2 separate regions of the Mus musculus genome follow, and region 2 is linked to region 1. A link is a contact called in public Micro-C data. All regions are on one chromosome and are shown on one strand. Each heading gives the region's core, a stretch centred on a gene start, on an enhancer-like site or on the middle of the called end of the contact. The rest is flanking DNA. Distances are from core to core; before and after follow the strand shown.

What was found. Hi-C and Micro-C count contacts between places; a contact is called where the count stands out from the background.
Region 2: a contact with region 1 is called in a Micro-C map of embryonic stem cells, with 8 times the contacts expected there. The contact joins the promoter of 9130024F11Rik here to the promoter of Ankrd44 in region 1. A contact is called at or near these places in 1 of 484 Hi-C or Micro-C datasets (embryonic stem cells) and 1 of 115 datasets of contacts at active chromatin or transcription factors (astrocytes).

Annotation. Positions count from the first base shown.
Region 1 is chr1:54,924,975-54,927,861 of GRCm38.p6, reverse strand. It overlaps Ankrd44 (ankyrin repeat domain 44), which reads left to right and starts at 1,475. Exons shown (of 28, transcript NM_001081433.3): 1 at 1,475-1,722. The coding sequence starts at 1,696.
Region 2 is chr1:56,969,973-56,973,113 of GRCm38.p6, reverse strand. It overlaps 9130024F11Rik (RIKEN cDNA 9130024F11 gene), which reads right to left and starts at 1,645. Exons shown (of 2, transcript NR_024326.1): 1 at 1,343-1,645. Satb2 (special AT-rich sequence binding protein 2) reads left to right here and starts at 1,780. Exons shown (of 11, transcript NM_139146.2): 1 at 1,780-2,002.

The DNA.
Region 1 (2,887 bases), core at 226-2,725:
TTGTAGACCAGGCTGGCCTCGAGCTCAGAAATCTGCCTGCCTCTGTCTCCCGAGTGCTGGGATTAAAGGCATGCGCCACCACGCCCAGCTTAGTCTGGTCTTTTGCTTCCTAAATACTTCTCCTTATGATCCTTTATTTCGGTTTGGAATTATATTAATCTGCAATGCCTATCTGGTTTATATGAGTGCCCTTTGAGAGTAGGCACCTGTCTTACTTACGGGCTCTAGTGTGACAAAAAAAGGAAAAGTGACCAAAAACAACTTGAGGAAGAAAGAATTTGTTTGTACTTCCGCTTCCACATCACAGTTCATCACTGAAGGAAGACAGGGCAGTAACGCAAGGCAGGAACCTGGAAGCAGGAACTGAAGCACATGCCAGGAAGAAGTGCTGCTTACTGGCTTGGTGCTCATGGCTTGCTCAGTCTGCTTTATTATACACCCAAGATTACCCCTACCCAGGGTGACACAACTCACAGAGAGCTGACCCCGACCACATTAATCATCAGTTTTTCTTAATTAATTTTCTTAATGCCCCTACCAGCTTGCTCACGGGTCAATCTGGTGGGAGCCTTTTTAAAAAACAAACAAACAAACAAACAAACAAACAAACAAACCTGAGGCTCCCTCTTCTCAAATGACTGTAGCCCGTGTCAAGTAGAGGTAAAAACTAGCCAGCAGAATATCTTACCTGCTTATGCTCCATTTCTCTCCATGCCCAGTCACTGCCGGAATTTATAAGTGCTTTTCCAGATCGCAGAAATACCAACACTTACTACGGATTGCTACCTCTGTATTAGAAGCCTAATCTGTCGGACAGCTGTCTTCTGTGTGTGTAGGGTGGAAAGTGGGCAGCATGCAACTTACTCTTGTAGGAATAAATCAGCTAGGACTTATTTAATGCAGTAATTTAGTAGGACTCTTTTTTTCCTACTCAGTTTCACCTTCAGTCCCAAGCCTAGGCTACCAAGTTAGGGTAGTGTGTGGTTTAACTAGGAGGTGACCGGAGGGTCACAGCTCCCGTTCCCACCGCTATATGTTTAGAGAAACCCTGGACTCAACAACGCATCCATGGCCTCCTTATATTAAACAAAGAGACTGTCAGCCCAGCGCCTAGGTGGCAGAAATTCGGAGCGCCGGAGCAATCTGATTAGGGAAGAGGTTTAGGGAAAGGGGGTGTGACACAGTCTGCAGGGTGAAAGTTGGTGGCCTGTGAGTAGCAAGCTTTCTGGACCCCTGGGGTGTGTCGGCGAGGGATTGCCCATCGGTGGCGTGCGCGTGGGTGGGATTGCTGGGGAGGGTCAGCGTCAGGCCCCCTCCCCTTTCGGCTGGCTCCTGGCGGAGCGGGGTGCAGGTGTGGGAGGGCGCCGGGGCCGAGGGCTGCGAGGAGCCGCCGCGGGCGGCAGGAGGCAGCGTCGGCCCGGGCGGCGCGAGGCAGCGCGCGGTGATGTCAGTGGCGGCCCGGCTGGCAGCGGCCGGCACTTCCTGTATAAAGGCGGGCGGGCCGGGCTGCGACTCCCGCGAGCCGGGGCTGGGCTCTGAGAGGCAGGCGGCGGCGGCCGAGCAGTGGCGGGGCTGTCACCTTCGCGAGCCCAGCTCCTGGAGCTTTCCCGGGCCGTCCCTTCCGCGTCCCCGGGCTCCCGGCGTTGACATCTGCGGAGCGGAGAGCTGTATGTGCGCGCGCGCGGGAAAGGAAGAATGGCAGTGCTCAAACTCTGCGAGCAGGTAGGGGCGGCGGGGAGCGGAGAAGGGGGCGCGGCGGGCGCCGAGCGAGCGGAGCGCGCCCCGGGCTGTTTACGCGCAGCCTTTGAGCGTGCACGGCCTGCCGCGGGGCTCGGCTCCCGCGCAGTCTCCGCCCTGGGCCGTCGCAAGTGCGCGTTCGCGGCCGGAGAGGGTCGGCGAGATGCGGGAGTGGCCGCCGGACGCGGGGAACGCGGGTCGCAGCCGCACCGGGAGAGGGGAGCCTCGGACTGCGTCGTGCACTCAGGAGCAGTCAGCCTGGGGGTGCTCGGGGGAAGGCTGCCCGTGGGCTCAGGAGGAGGAAGGTGGACGGCGGGAGAGAGGATCTCAGCCTCGCAGCCCCGCTTCCCCAGACCTCTCCCGCGTCAGGCAAGAGACTGGCCGGGATCCCCGCTCCCGTGCAATAGGCTATCTTCATCGGTTGGATAGGACACCCCGACTTCCTCTTTAGTTGCCCAGGGGCTGGGTGTGGGATGTGGGATTGAGGGTGCAGAGAGACGCGAGCTCTCGGCCCAGGTCTCCGAATAGGAGATGGAGTCAGGTCCCAGGCTGAGCTCGCAGGCGCTGGTGCCCCTCAGCTTTGTTGCTTTTTTGACGGAGACATCACACCCGGCAGCCCCAGAGTTCAGCTTGAAGCCATGAAATTATTTATTGAATCCGATTGACAGTCTTTGCTACAGGTCTGGACATTGACACACACGGGAAGTCCAACTAAATTGCCTGAAACACAAAACAAAACAAAACAAAACCTCACAATTCTTTACATGAAAAGGGGGGAAACGTCCCGGTTTATGCATCTACACTGAAATGAACATTGTTTTGGGGGCCTGGTAAGCGAAGAGGCGATCTTGACTTTGATACATGGTGTCAAACAGGCCAGTCCCCTCTATTAAGCACCTCCAACTTCTTAATAGGTTGCATCTGGCGTCTTGCTAGTTAGAATTCAGCCAGAATATTCTGCAACTTAAATGCAACCTTTGCGGTAGTGAGCCACAATGGTTTGTTTTGCCCCTTTAGATTAAATTTACTTCAGCTTGCTTTCCTTAAGTATTTACAGCCCCGCTTTCTTCCCCTCCCCGCCTTGGTTCAGAAGTCACTGAGTTAAAAACTCTGTTAAATTTAGCAGGGAGAGCAGCTGTTAATTGTGTGA
Region 2 (3,141 bases), core at 396-2,895, 2.0 Mb before region 1:
ACCGCGCCACCTTAAACAAGTAAAGCTGCGCGAGCCGAAAGGCTAGGGCCGCGGGAGTCCGCAAAAGTTTGTGGCTCCTAAGCCTTAGAAGGACCAGCTAGGGACTCATCGGCGCGGCCTCGCTCGGGGCGGAGAGGCTAGGTCCCCACGGCTCAGCTCTGCTCGCGCCGAACTCGGTCCTCAGCCGCTGAGGGTCTTCGGGAGCCCCAGTGCTGCAACCCGAGGGGCGCGCAGCTTCAGCGCCCCGGCCGGCACAGTGTTCTGGCCTCCGGGCAGCTCGGGCTGCGCCGCTCGCAACGTAGCCCGCGTGGCGAGAGTGGCAGGGATGCAGCCTGCCTTGTGCCCACGGAGCAACCCTTTCTCCAGTGCCGGACCCACAGCCAGCCGGACGGGCGGAGTCTCGCTCCAGGCGTTCGGGACACCCGGGCTATTGTTCCGGACCCGCGGCCGCACGGGATTTGAGGGAGAAGTGGCCTTCCCCAAACGCGGCCGGGAGCGCTTCGGGCCGGGCCGGTCGGCTCCGAGCAGATGGGGAGCTCGCTCGCACCGAGAAAAGTTGCTCCGAGGGGCGGAGGCGGTGGGTGGTGGGCGGAGGCGGTGGGTGGGGGAGGCGATCGCCCTCCTATCTCCAAAGTCGAAAGTACTCGGCGGCGCAATTAACAGAGCCCGGAGACGAGGCAGCCTCTGCCGCCTCCCGAGCGCCAGCCTGCGCCTCTGCGGCGAGCCGCGACACGGAGCGCCCGCCTAGTCGCCGCAGCCTGCGCGCCGGGACGAGTGCGCCTAGGGGCTGGGCGAGGCGGCTGCGCCCTGGACTTGCTACAAGGAGGAGGACCAGACCCTGGGCCCTGGCGTTCGTCAGCGCTTAGACGCACCCATTCGTCGGCCGTGGCCACCGCCTCGCGCCACACTCAGTCCTCAGCCATCCGTCCTTCGTCGCCCGGTGCATGAGGTCCTTGCCACCCCGCTCCCACCTCCGACTCCCCCCTTCCTCCTTTTTCCCTGACTCCCACCCCCTCGCCTATCCCTGTGCCTCCTCCGCAGCCCGGCTCCTTGGGTCGCCGTGCTCACAGCGATTGATTGATTGATGTTTAATTTCCTGCCAGGCGGGGCCCCCCTCCCCCCGCAACCTCCCCAGCCCTCCTCCCCGCCCCCCACTCCCCTCCTTCATTGCGGTGGACCAGTCTGGCTTGGGTTTAGATCCGTCCCCCCCATTCCCATCCCGAAATAACCCAGAGACATCCCCTACCCCCACCCCAAATTATTATTTTGAAGGCGCTAGATCTGGGGACCGAAAGGGGGAGGGGGAGAAATCGGAAACCGAGGACAACCCAAAAGGACTCACTTTGCCTGATGACTCAACGCAACTAATAATCATCTCCCTCTCAGTGTCTTTCTCTCTGCGGCTTGTCAGTGAGTCCGGCTCTGGCTTCTGGCAGAGGCAGCCGCGAGGGGAGAGGTTGGAGGTGACAGCTTGTGCGGCCGCCGCGTTTTCTCTTGCGCGCGGTCCGGGGTCTCCGCACCTTCCCCGCTCTTGGTGGCAACGTCCCCGCGACTCTGGCCGCGCCTCCTCTGGAGCTAGCGGCTGTAGGAGCCAGCAGCCGCCGCAGCCTCCCAGTCCTCAGCCCTTTCTCTCCAGAACCGGTCTTCTACCCGAAGGTGTGAAAGGCTCTTTCAGCCCCCTCTCCCCCCCCCCTCCTCCGCCGTCCCCTCCCCCGCTCGCTCTGGTGCCCCTTTGGAGGAGTCCTCCTTTCCCTCTCCTCCTCCTCCCTCACTGCCCCCCGCCCCCATCATCATAACAACCATCTCCGAACCAGAAGAAGACACCCTGACCCAGGACCTTAAACGCTAGGACCGGGGAAGAGGAAAAGGAAAGGGGAAGGAGGAAAGAGAAAGGAAGACTAGGACAACACTACAATTCACCAAAAACTTTCCACCCTGGATTCTCTACTTTTGCTCCATGGACAGAGCCCCAGCCAGCCAAGTTTCAGACAGACCGTGAGCAGTAAGTACGCTGGGCGAGGGCTCCCACGCGGCGCCTGTAGTTCGGGAAGCCCTGGGCGCGCTAAGTTCCCCGGCTGTTCTGGGGCTCTGGCTCTCACGCGCGCTTAGGCGAAGCCGGGAAGTGCGGTGGAGCCTTCACTGGCAACCCCTCCGAGCACTCCCTACATCTTTCGCATTCTTCTTAACTCCTCTCTGTCCCCCACCACCACCTCGTCTGGACTCGTGGCGACTAGGCTTCTCCCGCGTCCAAAGCGCTCTTAGAGGATTCTCAGAGCCCCTGGTGTATTAGGGGTTCCTTTCATGGGTTTCAGTGACAATGTGGGCGCCGTTTCATCAGGTGTTTTCCCTTCTTCCGGGTCACTCCTCCAAAATTGAAGAGTATGGAGCACTGCTCGCCTAGGGACCTCGAGAAAAACTTTCCAGATTTAGAAATTAGGATTAATGAAGCCTGCTCCTGTACCTAAGAATCAAGATTTCTTTCTCTTATGTTGTACGCTTAATGGCTTAAAAAACAACAACCACATCCAGGATACGATGAAGATAAGAATGCTCCCAAATAATAATTGTGATCCTGGGATGGAGGGTAGCCTTTCCAAATCTCAGAGTGTTTTGGGATGCTCGCTCACGTGAAATTATAGTTAATTTTTTTGTGTGCAAAGGTGTGTGTTTGTGTACACAAGTGTACTTGGTCCATAAAGGTAAAAGGTGGGGATTCCATGGATCCATTGATCCAGCTTGGCCATCCACAGCGCATTTATCAAGCAATTAATTTGCTTAAGGACCCGTGTAAGTCCTTGCTCCCTCCCTGGCCTGGTGGGACCTCTCGCCCATAAGTACGCTCCTTTCAAAACCCTGACACCCCAAGTGGGGCTTATGGTGGTGGTGGCTCTTTATCAAAGAGAGGATAATGCCAGCGCTGCCCGCAATGAATGGGGTACTGCTTAAAGGCTTCGAGGTCCGACTCTGTCCACACAACTGAGGGCTAACTCTTGGGACCTGAGACAGAGCAGGTCTTAGTACCTCAAGTTCTGGGCAGCTTTGGGACCTCCAGTGTTTGTTTGGTTGGGACTTGCTTTCCCGGGACCCTTCGGTACCCTTCTGCAGCGTGGGAGGAAGTTTGTGTGGCTGCGGTGCAGTGCT